4 separate regions of the Mus musculus genome follow, and regions 1, 2 and 4 are each linked to region 3. A link is a contact called in public promoter capture Hi-C data. All regions are on one chromosome and are shown on one strand. Each heading gives the region's core, a stretch centred on a gene start, on an enhancer-like site or on the middle of the called end of the contact. The rest is flanking DNA. Distances are from core to core; before and after follow the strand shown.

The links. Promoter capture Hi-C pulls out the DNA fragments that hold promoters and counts their contacts.
Region 1: a promoter capture Hi-C map of liver shows a contact between it and region 3, with 3 times the contacts expected there. The contact joins two enhancer-like sites. A contact is called at or near these places in 2 of 39 promoter capture datasets (liver and pre-B cells) and 1 of 484 Hi-C or Micro-C datasets (B cells).
Region 2: a contact with region 3 is called in a promoter capture Hi-C map of liver, with 3 times the contacts expected there. The contact joins two enhancer-like sites. A contact is called at or near these places in 3 of 39 promoter capture datasets (liver and pre-B cells).
Region 4: a promoter capture Hi-C map of liver shows a contact between it and region 3, with 2.7 times the contacts expected there. The contact joins two enhancer-like sites. A contact is called at or near these places in 2 of 39 promoter capture datasets (liver and pre-B cells).

Annotation. Positions count from the first base shown.
Region 1 is chr2:29,818,729-29,821,873 of GRCm38.p6, forward strand. No RefSeq gene overlaps it. Among named protein-coding and RNA genes, the nearest start is that of Urm1, 7.1 kb to the right of the region's middle. Within about 2 kb of position 1,568, at least 299 of the 459 cell types and tissues checked have an H3K27ac peak or open chromatin away from gene starts, as enhancers often do. A contact at or near this core is called in liver, where this site is marked.
Region 2 is chr2:30,377,913-30,381,269 of GRCm38.p6, forward strand. It overlaps Miga2 (mitoguardin 2), which reads left to right. Exons shown (of 16, transcript NM_001242407.1): 10 at 59-131; 11 at 262-348. Among named protein-coding and RNA genes, the nearest start is that of Dolpp1, 13 kb to the right of the region's middle. Within about 2 kb of position 1,274, at least 21 of the 459 cell types and tissues checked have an H3K27ac peak or open chromatin away from gene starts, as enhancers often do. A contact at or near this core is called in liver, where this site is marked.
Region 3 is chr2:32,588,817-32,591,938 of GRCm38.p6, forward strand. It overlaps St6galnac4 (ST6 (alpha-N-acetyl-neuraminyl-2,3-beta-galactosyl-1,3)-N-acetylgalactosaminide alpha-2,6-sialyltransferase 4), which reads left to right. Exons shown (of 6, transcript NM_001276425.1): 3 at 629-814. Among named protein-coding and RNA genes, the nearest start is that of Gm23369, 3.2 kb to the right of the region's middle. Within about 2 kb of position 1,530, at least 13 of the 459 cell types and tissues checked have an H3K27ac peak or open chromatin away from gene starts, as enhancers often do. A contact at or near this core is called in liver, where this site is marked.
Region 4 is chr2:30,241,422-30,244,560 of GRCm38.p6, forward strand. The region is part of intron 2 of Lrrc8a (leucine rich repeat containing 8A VRAC subunit A); the gene reads left to right. Among named protein-coding and RNA genes, the nearest start is that of Lrrc8a, 5.2 kb to the left of the region's middle. Within about 2 kb of position 1,365, at least 109 of the 459 cell types and tissues checked have an H3K27ac peak or open chromatin away from gene starts, as enhancers often do. A contact at or near this core is called in liver, where this site is marked.

The sequences.
Region 1 (3,145 bases), core at 318-2,817, 2.8 Mb before region 3:
TCTCAACAAACTGGATGGTGGGGTACAAGAGCCTGCTGCTAAGCTTGACAGTCTGATGGATCTGCAGAACCTACATGGTGGAAAGAAAGAACTGACTGTATGTTGTCCATCCCAAACACCCACGCACGTGCGTGCACGTACACACAATCAGCAGTTAATAATGTAATCAAAACATTCCAAACAAGGCTGTTCCCACTTTTACACTGGGACTACTAACCCCTCCTTGAGGGGCTGACAGCTCTTGGACCTGCATCTGATTGTCCCCAGACCGTGCGGAGCCCTCTTGAGTACACACAGTAATTGACCAATACATGCTTATAGTATTAACTTACATAGCTACTGCTCTTGGGCAGCTCCTCACATTAAGTACTTGACAGTTGCAGAGCACCTATGGGTTCACCTAAGCAGATAGAAAAAGCTGCCTGCCATGGGGGCGAGGTCTAGGCCCCAGATCCACCTCACGGAGCAGCAGTGGCAGCTGCTAGAAGATGGACCCAATGAGGTGTGCCCTGGGACACAGGAACACTGCTCTGTTGGCTTTGAAATGTTCTCCCTGTATAGCCTTATCTGTCCCACAACTTGCAGGAATCGTCCTGCCTCGTCCCAAGGGCTGGGAATATGAGTTCTTTGCACCAGGGCCTAGCACCAGGAAGCCTTTCAAGGAAGCATGCCAGGCAGACTAGGTCAAGGCCCACAAAAGAAACAGTAGACCAGATGGGCATGGGTCTTCACACCTTTGATCCCAACCCTTGGGAAGCAGAGGCAGAGATCTCTGCTTTCAAGCCAACCTAGTCTACATAGTTTCAGGCCAGCGAGGGAGCATAGTGAGACGCTGTCAAAGGGGAGGGGTGGGGCAGACTGGAAGGATGGCTCTCAGTGGCTAACTTGCTGAGGGGTTCTCAGCACCCATACACAGCACACATACATGCAGGCAAAGCATGCATATGTATGCATATGCATAAGACAAAAATAAATTTTGTTTTAGAGTATGACTATACTTCAGAGGAAGATGCTATCAGAAGGGTTGAAATATAAATTTGAAATATAAGGGTCCAGAGAGACAGCTCAGCCATTAAGAATTCATATTGCTCTTGTAGAGGACTAGAGACTCCAGCACCATCATGGAGTGACGCGAATCTGCTGCCTTTGACTCCAGTTCTGGGGAGTCCATTCGATGCCTTCTTCTGGACTGTGCAAACACTGCAGTAACAGGATATATATATACACAATTAACAGAGTAAATAAATAACTAGTAAAAACCCGTAAGGCGATAGAGCTGTATGGTTGGGGAAAGGAGTCATTGCCGGAAGGTGGGGGCAGGGAACCCTTCCCGAAGGGGCCCCCTTGGAGGTCAACCACTCCATTATTGACTCTTAATGGCCACCAAGCACAGAACAGGTAGGACTTTATCCTCCGCCTGCTGATGAGGAACCAGAGACGAGGAGGAGTAAAGCCTCTCCAAACATCAGAGTCTGGAGGTAAACGTCCCCGCCCCCACCCCGCTCCGCCTCCTTGCTGAACAGGGCGCTGCTGGAAGGAGCCAGCCTCCTGCATCCTTGGAGGTCCAGCAGTGCTTGGACAGGCAAGTGGCTGCCCAGGCCAGTGTGTGGCTATCGCTTTCAATTCCTAGGAAGAAGGTTAAATATCTTCCAGAGGCCCCTAGAGGCGGTTGTGGAGAGGGCGGGAGAGGAGGGGGCGACCCAGTGACTTTCAAAGGGGCCCTGAAAGCTTAGCCACCCCTCCCCCGGGCCGCGGCTTCCTCCCGGCCTAATCAAATTCTGGGCTCAGCCCTAGTCTTTGGCGGCAGTTTAACCCGAGCCCGGGCGGATTTCTTTCTCACTGATCTCAGCTTGACACCCAATTAGCACAAGAATGGGAGGAGGAAGCCTGTGAGAGGCGCCTCCCAGCCTCCCGGGGCGCGCGAGGGGGCAGGCGGGAAAACAAAGGGCGGCGGGCAGGGGGGCACTTGCGCCCTCGCCTCCGCTGCGACCTGCCATTGTCTCTCTTGGAGCTTCAGAGAGGATGGAGGACTACGCCCTGGCTCTCTGGCTGGGGCCCCGGACCCTCTACTGCAAGGGATACTAGGGGAAAGTTATTTGTGAGACTCTGGCCTTAAGTGAGAAGTAGTGGGGAGGGCCAGGATCCCGAAGGCACGGCCTTCGGAGACTCAGTTTTGTCATCTGAAAAATGGGAGGAATATACAAGGTGTAGTCCAGTGGCTCTACTGCTTGGCACCACAGAGCTCAGTAGACAAATGTTCTTTGAGGGAACACAATACCCAGCCTGTACTGTTTCTAACTGATAGGTTAAGCTTGGTTCTGGACGCGAAGTGGCAGTAGCATCAGGCTCAGTGCTGCCAGCATGAGTTCTTTGCAGAGACTTCTGTTCAGATGAAGCCTGAACTTGGATTCATCAAGTTCCTGAAAGGGACTCCCATCAGAACTGTTGGGGTGATAGGCAGTGGTGGCGCACGCCTTTAATCCCAGCACTTGGGAGGCAGAGGCAGGCGGATTTCTGAGTTCGAGGCCAGCCTGGTCTACAGAGTGAGTTCCAGGATAGCAGGGCTACACAGAGAAACCCTGTCTCCAAAAACCAAAACAAACAAACAAAAAACAAAAAAGGGCTTGCTGCTTTTTCTAAGGACCATTTGGTCCCTAGTAGCCAGCTCCAGAGAATTCACCCTGTTCTGCTTGCTCTCTCTCTCTCTCTCTCTCTCTCTCTCTCTCTCTCTCTCTCTCTCTCTCTCTAAAAGGGCTTGCTGCTTTTTCTGAGGACCATTTGGTCCCTAGCAGCCAGCTCCAGAGAATTCACCCTGTTCTGCTCTCTCTCTCTCTCTCTCTCTCTCTCTCTCTCTCTCTCTCACACACACACACACACACACACACACACACACACACACAGAAATCTAAAAACAAAAACATTATGAAGAGCTGTGGAAGTAACTCGGTCTGGTGGGACCTCACTGGCCAGTCACACATCCTCAAGGCCCCCCCATCCCGTCTCGGTGAACTTGTCTAAGGGGGGAAAAATTCAAGGTTTGTTATTTCTCCTTCGGAACTCCTCCCACTTGTGGGAGTTTTTATTTTCCTTAACATTTTTTTTTAGTTTTATTTTATTTTGCCTGTATATATGTATGTGTACCATG
Region 2 (3,357 bases), core at 24-2,523, 2.2 Mb before region 3:
CACTGGGTCTTTGCCAGGTAGGACCAGGTGGTGTGACACTGTCTGTCCCTCTCCTCAGGACAGAGCTGCTGGGCTGCTACAGTGACCAGGACTTCCTAGCCAAGCTGCATTGTGTACGGCAGGCCTTTGAGGTGGGTGTGGTGCAAGGACCACGAGGGAGGGGGTTGGGCCTGCCGAGTACAGGGCCACCCCATGCCCGGCCATAACTCTGCCCTCTCCACTGGCTCTGGAAGGCTGCTCCTTACCCTCTTCTTTCCTCAGGGGCTTCTAGAAGAAAGAAGCAACCAGATCTTCTTTGGGGAGGTCGGCCGGCAGATGGTGACGGGCCTGATGACCAAGGCTGAGAAGGTAGCTGGCGTGGGCCTGCTTCAGATTCCCCTCAGAACCTTACCTCAGGCTGGGCTTTTGCTTTGCTTTGTTTTGTTTTGTCGACTGTTGACTGGGTTTTTAACACAAAAATCTTGGGCCTGTGAGGTGACTCAGTGGGTACAGGACTGGCAACCTGAATAAGATCCCCAAACGAATTGTGAAAAGAGAGAGCCAAGCCCCCAGAGTTCCTCCACAGCAGCTGTGGTAGAGATGGGTCCACACTCATCATGCATGCCAACACAGTGATAATTCAGACAGAGCTTGGGCTGCGAAGATGGCTCGGCTGGTCAAGTGCGGTCTGTAAGCCTGAGGACCTGAATTTAGAACCCATCTGTGAAGAAGTCACGTGTGCTAGAGTATGTTTACTGCTAGTGCTGTGGAGGCGGAATGGCCGATCCATGGCCAGTCAGTCTGAGTGGTGAGCCCCCAGCCACAGTGAGAGACCCTGTCTGAGGAACGTCTTCTGATTTTCTCTCTGGCCTGCACACGTGCACAAACACTTTAAAACCCCGGCATCTTCCTAGAGCCATAGGCACGGAGAAAGGCTTGTGGGTCCCTGGCTCCTGCTCCACTTGGAAAACTAGAGACGTGAACTCTTTCTTACTTGGTGATTCTAGCAGTACAGCTTTGTAAAATTGGCCAATAATGAAACACAAACCACAAGCCAAGTAAGTGGTAGTGGGGTATCCCTTAGGCAGGCAAATCTGTGAGTTCAGGGCCAGCCTGATCTTCAGACTGAGTTTGAAGACAGCCAGGGCTACACAGAGAATCTCTGTCTTGAAAAATAAAACAAACAAACAAATGCAGACCGCAGAAGGGTCCCCTGCATCTGTCCATGGCCACCCTTGCTGGAGTCCCAAGTGCCCTCTGCTCTATGGACACTCTGACCATGGTGTCATTGCCTACCTTCTGGCCTGTTCTGTGCAAACAGCTTGCAGTTTCTGCTCAGTGGTTTCTCAGGGCAGTACATCCACCTCCCCTCGCCAGTGTGCTGCCCTGGTAGCAAAGCACTTCACCTTGTGGGCGGGTGCGCTGTGGTGGGTCCCATCTGGGACCTGGGAGGCTCTGTCGCAGGTCCTGGCAGAAGGATGTTTTAAGGGACTGTCACTTTAGGTCCTTGTTGGCAGCATAGGAGTCTATCCGCTTGTCTTGGCTCAGACTGGGTTTCTGTAATCCTGACCTTTTGTCGCTATTCACGGCTCCCTTGCTCTTTGCTTATGGAAGAGCTTGCATAAGTTTTCATATTTATCACTCACCAGTGCTTTTGTTACTGCGTTGGAGCCAGTCTCTTGATAGGGCTTCTGTGACACAGGCCAGCTGTGTGGCTGAGACAACCCTGATATCTTGTCCTCCTGCATCTGCCTCCCAAGGGATGGGGTAAAAAGCATGCATAGCCGTGACATGCCAGCTTCTTCAGTTGCTAATTGCATTTAGGAATTTGTATTTGAGGCCGGGCGTGGTGTCTCACACCTTTAATCCCAGCACTTGGGAGGCAGAGGCAGTCGAATTTATGAGTTGGAGGCCAGCCTGGTCTACAAAGTGAGTGCCAGGACAGCCAGGGCTACACAGAGAAACCCTGTCTCAAAAAATTAAAAAAAAAGAAAAAAGAAAAGAAATTTGTATTTGGTGTGGTGTGCATGAGTATAGGGCCGTGGGGGGTGTGTGTGTGTGCACATACCACTGTACACATGTGGAAGTCAGAGGACAGTTGATGGGGATTGGCTCTCTTCTACTGTCGGGGTTCAGGGACTGAACTCAGTTGTCAGGATCATGGTAGAGGCCTTCACCACCACCACATCTCACTGCTCCTCTTTTGGTTGTTTTTTTGTTTCTGATTTTGAGGCCCAGGCTGGCCTCAAACTCATGCCAATGCTCCTGCCTCAGCTTCCTGAGGCTCTGCTGGAGCAAAGCTTGTCCTCTGGTCCTTCTCGCTAGTCCTTGCTGGAGGAATGCTCTAAAAGCCCCGTGTAAACCCTTGTCTTCCGTGGTTTAAGACCCGCCAGCCCTCAGCCATGGCCTGAGTGCTGATCTGTGGTTATGTTGGCCATACTTTGCCCTGTGCAGCTTGGGGCACTGGGGTCTTGGGGGCACGCCAGACCCTCCACCTGCTTTGGACTTTTGTCTGTGCTGGCCCTCTGTGTCTAGCACACTGTCCCTCAGTTATTGTTTATTTAGACTGTTCACATAGAAGAGAGTATGGAAAAGGTCTGTTTAGTGTCTAATAGTGAAGAAAATGAACTCTGAGGATTCCCATCTCTGGCTTTAACACCTGGTCTCATGCATATGGTGCCCCATGTCCTCCTTGTCCAACAGTGATGCCCACGATGCCAGAATTGTAAGCCCTAACAAGTGCTGCATTCACCCTTGCCTGGAGATTGCCCCAGTGCCTTCCATCTGCCCCAAAATGAGCTCCAGGCTGCTTCTTCATGTCCCCAACCCCAACCCCCGCCCCCCCCCCCACCCCACCCTAGCCATGGTCAGCTCTGTTGCAGTCTGCGCTAGCAGATAAGGAAACTGAGTGTGGAGAGAACAAGGGGCTTTCCCAGTCCACCGAGCAAGTGGATAGAACCAGGCTGTATGGTCCACTTAGCCACATCCAGCCCATGCCCTTAGCTGGCTCTCCTTGGCCTCCCTGAAATAGAATGAATAATAGAAGTGAGGTGGCCTGAGGCCAGGCCAAGCCGAGCAGAGCCCAGTCAGTCTTAGGCTTTGTTGCTTCACAAGGTGGAAAAGGCCCGTGGGCAGCTCCTGAGCCCATGACTGGAGCACTCATAGCCCTGCCTGGATTCCTTGGGCAGGTCTCTGAAGACACTGTCCAGGCTTTGCAGTTGTAGCATCAGGGCCATTTTGTAACCACGCAGCCTTCAGCCAAGTCTGTGTCTCTCTCTGAGTGGGCTGTTTCCATGTCCTGTATCAGCCACACTGCATGTTAGCCAAGCGTATGCTACTGAGCCACAGCCCCCACCCCTGCAGGAATTTCCTCCACTG
Region 3 (3,122 bases), core at 280-2,779:
TTTGCAAGCACAGAAAGCGTGCCACTACCACCAAGCCAGTCCTTGAAAGTGTTTTTAAAAAAGATTTATTTATTTATTTATTTTATGTATGTGAGTACACTGTCACTCTCTTCAGACATACCAGAAGAGGGCATCGGATCCCATTACAGATGGTTGTGAGCCACAATTTGATTGGTGGCTGGGAATTGAACTCAGGACCTCTGGAAGAGCAGTCAGTGCCTTAACCACTGAGCCATCCATCTCTCCAGCCTCTGAACGCATTTCTTAAGTGATGCTTTCCTCAAAGTCCCCCTCCACCTCCTGGACTGCCCAGCCAGCCCAGGGGACACACTGGGTCAGCTGGGGATAGGGTAGTGGAGGTAGCAGTGGCCTGGGGTGACTGCATAGTGTATCTGGGTTCTAGATAAGAGTTTGGGTTCTGCCATTTGAAATTTGCACCCTTGCTGTGTGGCTCTGAGCAGCTTCACCCCAACTGAGTGTCCTGACCTGGAAAGAGGGGAATTGGGGGACTTGTCTCTAGATTCATCCCTGAAGTAGGTCTCACCAATGGAGCTGCAGAGGTTCTCCATGGGGAGGCTGGGTGTTATTTGCAGGTACCCCGCAGGCACGTGACCTCTGTCTCCCTCAGGGCCGCCTTCTGCTCCTCACACTGTGCATCTTGACATTCTCTGCTGTCTGTGTCTTCCTGTGCTGCTGGGCCTGCCTGCCGCTCTGCCTGGCAACCTGCCTGGACCGCCACCTCCCTGCGGCCCCCAGATCCACTGTGCCAGGGCCCCTGCACTTCAGTGGCTACAGCAGCGTGCCAGACGGGAAGGTGAGTCAGCCAGGCAATGCTACGGGAGCCAGCGGGTCCCCAGCTCTAGGAAACAGTGAGAGCTGGGCTGGTGGCAAGCCAGCCTGGACTCTGAGCTTAGCTTCCCTGCTCACCAGCTGTGTGACATCTGCCAGTCACTTGTCCTCTCCGAGTACTCAAGGTCTAGGAGGAAATAGGATTTTCACTAAGCAGATACTGCCTGGGTACCCCCAACTACATGCTGGGAATGAAAAACGGGGTGGGGGGCTGCCCACTGGGGATAACCTGGGAAGACAAGAAGTCTTCAGACTTCTGTGTCTCCATACCATATACTCACACAAACATGGCTTAGCTCCTGCAGTAAGTGTCATTGTGTGGCAGCTGAGCATAAAGAGCCAGCCTAGGTCCAGGTTATGTATGGTCCCAGGAGTCATGAAACTGGGACACCAGGGTCCGAGACAGCCATGACTCCCGTCCATACTGTCTGTCCACCTCTCCATATTTGCTCCACCTGGTGTGGCAGAGGGACATTCACAACCTAGACCTTGATAGCAGAGGTCCTGTGAGTCACAGAGCTCCCTAAAGCCACCCTGAGGTTAGTGGCACTACAGTTCCAGTTCTTAGTTTGGTGGCCCTAGGGTCATGCTCAGGAGCCCTGGCTTGCTGGAGACCTGTCACGTCCCCATCCCTGCCTCTGTTGGGCTGTGCCAAGGATTCAAAGGGTGACTGGCAGACAGCACACAGTGCCCAGTGCCCAGCTGCGGTGTGAGGATTTAATGGAGAAATGAAACCCCTGAGCTGGCCTGGCCTGGGGCTTCATTTCAGCTCAGTCAGCATTAGCGAGGTCAAGGGCTAAGTTTATTCTCCAGCGCCAACACCAAACGGAAACGAGGGCACCAGAACTCCCGCAAGTGTGAGCTCTCCACTCTCCAAGAACGGCCCAGTGGGACAGCGCCAGCCAGGGTGTCCTGGGTGAACACTGTCCAGTCTGCCACAGTACGGCCAGAGTTCTTCAGACACTTGGGCCCTTCTGGAACGTTTTCTTTCTTTTGTGTGTGGATTGGATGTGTGGACGGTCAGCCTTGGGCTTTGTTTCTCAGGCATTTGATTGATTGATGACTGATTGATTGATTGAGACTGGTTCTCTCACTGCTTGGAATTAAGTGGCTAGACTGGCGAGTGCCCCTTGGGGATCTACCTGTCTCTGCCTCCTCAGTGCTGGGCTCACAGGCTCATGCCACAGTGCCCAGCGCATTCACCTACCCTCCTCCCTCCCTCCCTCCCTCTCTCCCTCCTCAGGGTCTGAGATTTCTTTCTTTAAAGGTTTATTTATTTATTTTATGTTTATGACTACACTGTAGCTGCACTGATAGTTGTGAGCCATCCATCATGTGGTTGCTGGGAATTTGAATTCAGGACCTCTGCTCGCTCCGACTTAATGGTTTATTTTATTATTATATCTAAGTGCACTGTAGCTGTCTTCAGACATACCAGAAGTGGGCGTCAGATTCCATTACAGATGGTTGTGAGCCACCATGTGGTTGCTGGGATTTGAACTCATGACCTCTGGAAGAGCAGTCAGTGCTCTTAACTGCTGAGCCATCTCTCCAGCCCCATTTGTTTTTCTTAAGTGGGAAATCCAGGTTTTGAATGTCAACACTTAGACCTTTTCCTCTTTTGCAATAAAGGGAAACAGTTGGCCTTTTGAGGGCCAGTCTGACGACAAGCCTTGATGGGGCTGATTGTCACTAGAGACAGGACAGCCCGCCATTGCCAGGACAGGGCCAGACTGAGGGCACAAGAAGGACATATTTCCAGCTTTTTCGGGAGAGGGTCTCACGTGGCCCTGGCTGGCCTGGACTCTGCCGTGTGGCAGATGGCTTTGAACTTATCCTGCCAAATGCCCAGGTCCCGGGATTACAGGCTTGCCCCACTATTTTTTTTTTTAATACTGTAGTACAGAAAATGGATTTATGAGTTCTTAAATCAACATCTTATTAAAAAAAAAAAAGCTGAGGGGGATTTCACAGTGTCTTTTATTGAGTGGAACTAATCTTTTACATGGCTCTATAAACTTGAGTTCCTCCAGGTGAGAGCCCAGCACTTTTGTGGGAGCCGTGGCAATTTTCTCTGAGTGTGTGCATTCAGGCTGCCTAGTGTCTACCTCTTGGGTGGTATAACAAATACGAGATGGGGCCCTTAATGGGCCTGAGGTCTGGGTAGCAGCTCACATCTGCGGTTCCAGCACCTAAGTCCCAGGACAGTCTCTGTACACAAGACCTTGTCTCAAAAGAAGCAGGGCGGGATCTGGGAAACAGAGCATTTGTGC
Region 4 (3,139 bases), core at 115-2,614, 2.3 Mb before region 3:
TCCCAAGAGGTGTCCCTTGGTCACTGAAGTTAGGGAACTGTGGTTGTTCCAGGACTTGTCAGAGCCTTGGAAGCGTGTTCCTGAGCACGACGAGTGGGAGCAGCCTTCACACTGGCGTGGTCCCACGCAGCTCTCTTGGAGATAGGAGCCTTTATACTCTGTATAGTTTGCCTTTTCTCTGCTTTTTGAGGCAAGGTCTCTTGTACCTGGGGTGGCGGCTACTACTTTCAAAATCTATGTAGTGGCTGCCTACTCCTGAGCTAGCCTCAAACAACAACTACTACTGCTATTACTACTATGACTTCTTTTTCCTTTTCTTCCTCTACCGTCTTCTCTAGTATTTTTTAAAATTGCTTATTTATTTTTATTTTATGTACACTGGTGGTTTGAGTGCACGCATGTCTGTGTGAGGGTGTCAGATCCCCTAGAACAGGAGTTACAGACAGGCAGTTGTGAGCTGCTGTGTGGGTGCTGGGTATTGAACCCCAGGTCCTCTGGAAGTGCAGACAGTGTTCCTAACCACTGAGCCATCTCTCCAGCCCCTCTTCTCTAGTTTTATTTCATTATGTGTATGAGTGATAAACTGTTTTGCCTGCATGGTGTCTGTACACCATGGGGGTACCTGGTATCCTTGAAGCTCAGAAGATAGCTTTAGATTCCCTTGAACTGGAGTTAGAGACAATTATGAGCTGTTGGAAATTGAACCAGGGTCTTCTCCAAGAGCAATAAATGTTTCTAACTCCTGAGCCATCTCTTCAGCCCTGGTTTCAAACTTGTGATCCTTTTACCTCAGCCTCTAGAGGGCTAGAAGTACAGATGTGCCCCTCCATATTGTTTAGAGTTTGACATCAGAGAAACGGTAAAGTCCTGACCCCATCTTCTCTTGGACACCTATTTCATGAAAGTCAGGTCACTTTGGGGCTACCTGCTTTTGTTTGTTTTTGGTTTTTGTGTGTGTGTTTTGGTTTTTTGAGACAGAGTTTTTCTGTGTAGCCCTGGCTGTCCTGGAGCTCACTCAGTAGACCAGGCTGTCCTGGAACTCAGAAATCCACCTGCCTCTGCCTCCCAAGTGCTGGGATTAAAGGCGTGCGCCACCACTGCCTGGCTGGGCTATGTGCTTTTTAGCGCTTTTGTTTCTTGGAAGGGCAGCCTGTGTCTGGCTCAGACAGGCTGCGGAGGCTGGCAGACAGAACAGAAGGCACATTCCTCCTGCAGCACCCCTGGGGCCCTACTGGGCCTTTCTGACTGTGTGGGGCATTGACATCAGAGAGGGAGGTGGAAAACGCCTGGTGTGTGGTGCTGTCATACTCTTTTGTTTATGGGAACAAGGTCAGCAGTGACTGCCCTGCCCTGTGGGAGCTTCCTGTTGGTTGTTGAGGAACTCTGTCCCTGGGGAGAGTTGGCTTGAACTGAAGCTTGCCTTTCTGGGCAGTGGAGAACAGGAAACCAGAGGAAGTGCCTATGTGAGATGGGAATTCCTTCTCTGCTTGTAAACAGTAGAGTCCATCATGCTGGGGTGAGGTGTGACCTCTGCTGTCTGCCTGAGCTAGGGCCCAGGTGCAGCTCAGGGAGAAGTGTAACATTTGAGTGGAATTGGATTGCTGTATATGCCTGAGTTTGTCACGTGACTGTTTGTCCTTACAGTACCTCTAGGTCAGTTTTGTATTGGTCGCAGAGAGTTTCAGACAGAAATCCCACAGGTTGGTTGGAAGACAAGGAAAAGGGCTTCCCAGTTGTTTGAGTCTACAGAGCCACTGATAGGCACAATTAAATATCAGTAGGTTTTTACAGATTTATTTATTTAGTTTATGTATATGAGTACGCTGTAGCTGTCTTCAGTCACAGCAGATTCATGGAACTGAGACTCTGGAAGGCTGTGACCCCACTGCAGATGTCCTGAGATCTCCTGGTAAGTTTTTTTTCTGTCTCTTGAGAGCTTGAAATCTCAAAATTAAATTGCTTGCTGCATTACAGCCTCACACTCCCTCTAGAGTAAAAGTGGCTGTAAAATTCCATGGTTTCACATGTGACCCCCATCTCCGAGGCGCATCTGCCAAACCTGTGCCCTCTCTGACACTCAGATGACAAATGTGTGCCCAGTTAGGTGGCATGGCAGAACCCTGGCCGGGGGCACCGTGCATTCCCCAGCTGGGTCCTTAGGTTCTGATTTGGGGAGTGGATAGGCAGCTTGCCTTTAGCTGGGTCCCCTTGCCTGCTTGTCCAGGCCAGCACCTGTTCCCCTGGTCCCACAGCAAATGGTTCTGCAGCCTGTCCAGGGTGCTTACACCTACATTTCTTAACCAATCTCAGAAGACACAGCAGATGTTCATAGCAGGTCATGACCAGTCTTCAAGGCTACTTTGTTCCCAGGGGTGCAGACCCAAAATTGGGCTCCAGTTTCCTTAACACCTGGAGTGCTAGAGGCCCCTGAGTATGACCTGCTTACAAAGGCCTCATTTCTGTCCATGCCTCGTCAAGAGGAGGCTCTTCCTAAGAAGCACCTCGAAAGGCAGTGGAGGTGGCGAGGCTGTGGAGGCAGCGAGGCTGTGGAGGCAGCGAGGCTGTGGAGGCAGCGAGGCTGAGGAGGCAGCGAGGCTGAGGAGGCAGCGAGGCTGTGGAGGCAGCGAGGCTGAGGAGGCAGCGAGGCCTGTGGAGGCAGCGAGGCTGAATAGGCAGCGAGGCTGAGGAGGCGGCGAGGCTGTGGAGGTGGCAAGGCTGAGGAGGCAGACCTGTCGTCTTAGGACTGCTTGGCACAGTAGCAAGTCGGATCTAGGTCTGTCGTGCCACCCGATCCTATAACATCAAATCCGTTCACCTCTCCGGACCTCAAGCTCTTCATATTGTAAGGGACTTTCAGCCCTCCTGTTCTGAGAGCAGCAGTGTGCCTGGAGTCCAGGCTGCTTTAGCTGGACAGGAGGAGCTCATGAGTTTACAGAGGCAGCCTGGGCAACATCTCAAACAACCCCTAATAAAAACTATAGTAAACATTTTTACTGCATAGAAATGATCCAAAAGCTTTTTGGGGACCACTTCATTTGGGGGACCCCCTGCAACCCTCCAAAAGAAACAAATATTACAGCTGTTTTACAGATGAGATGGAATTCTTTTCCCAAGTCACTCACTGGTGAGGTTGGGAGCC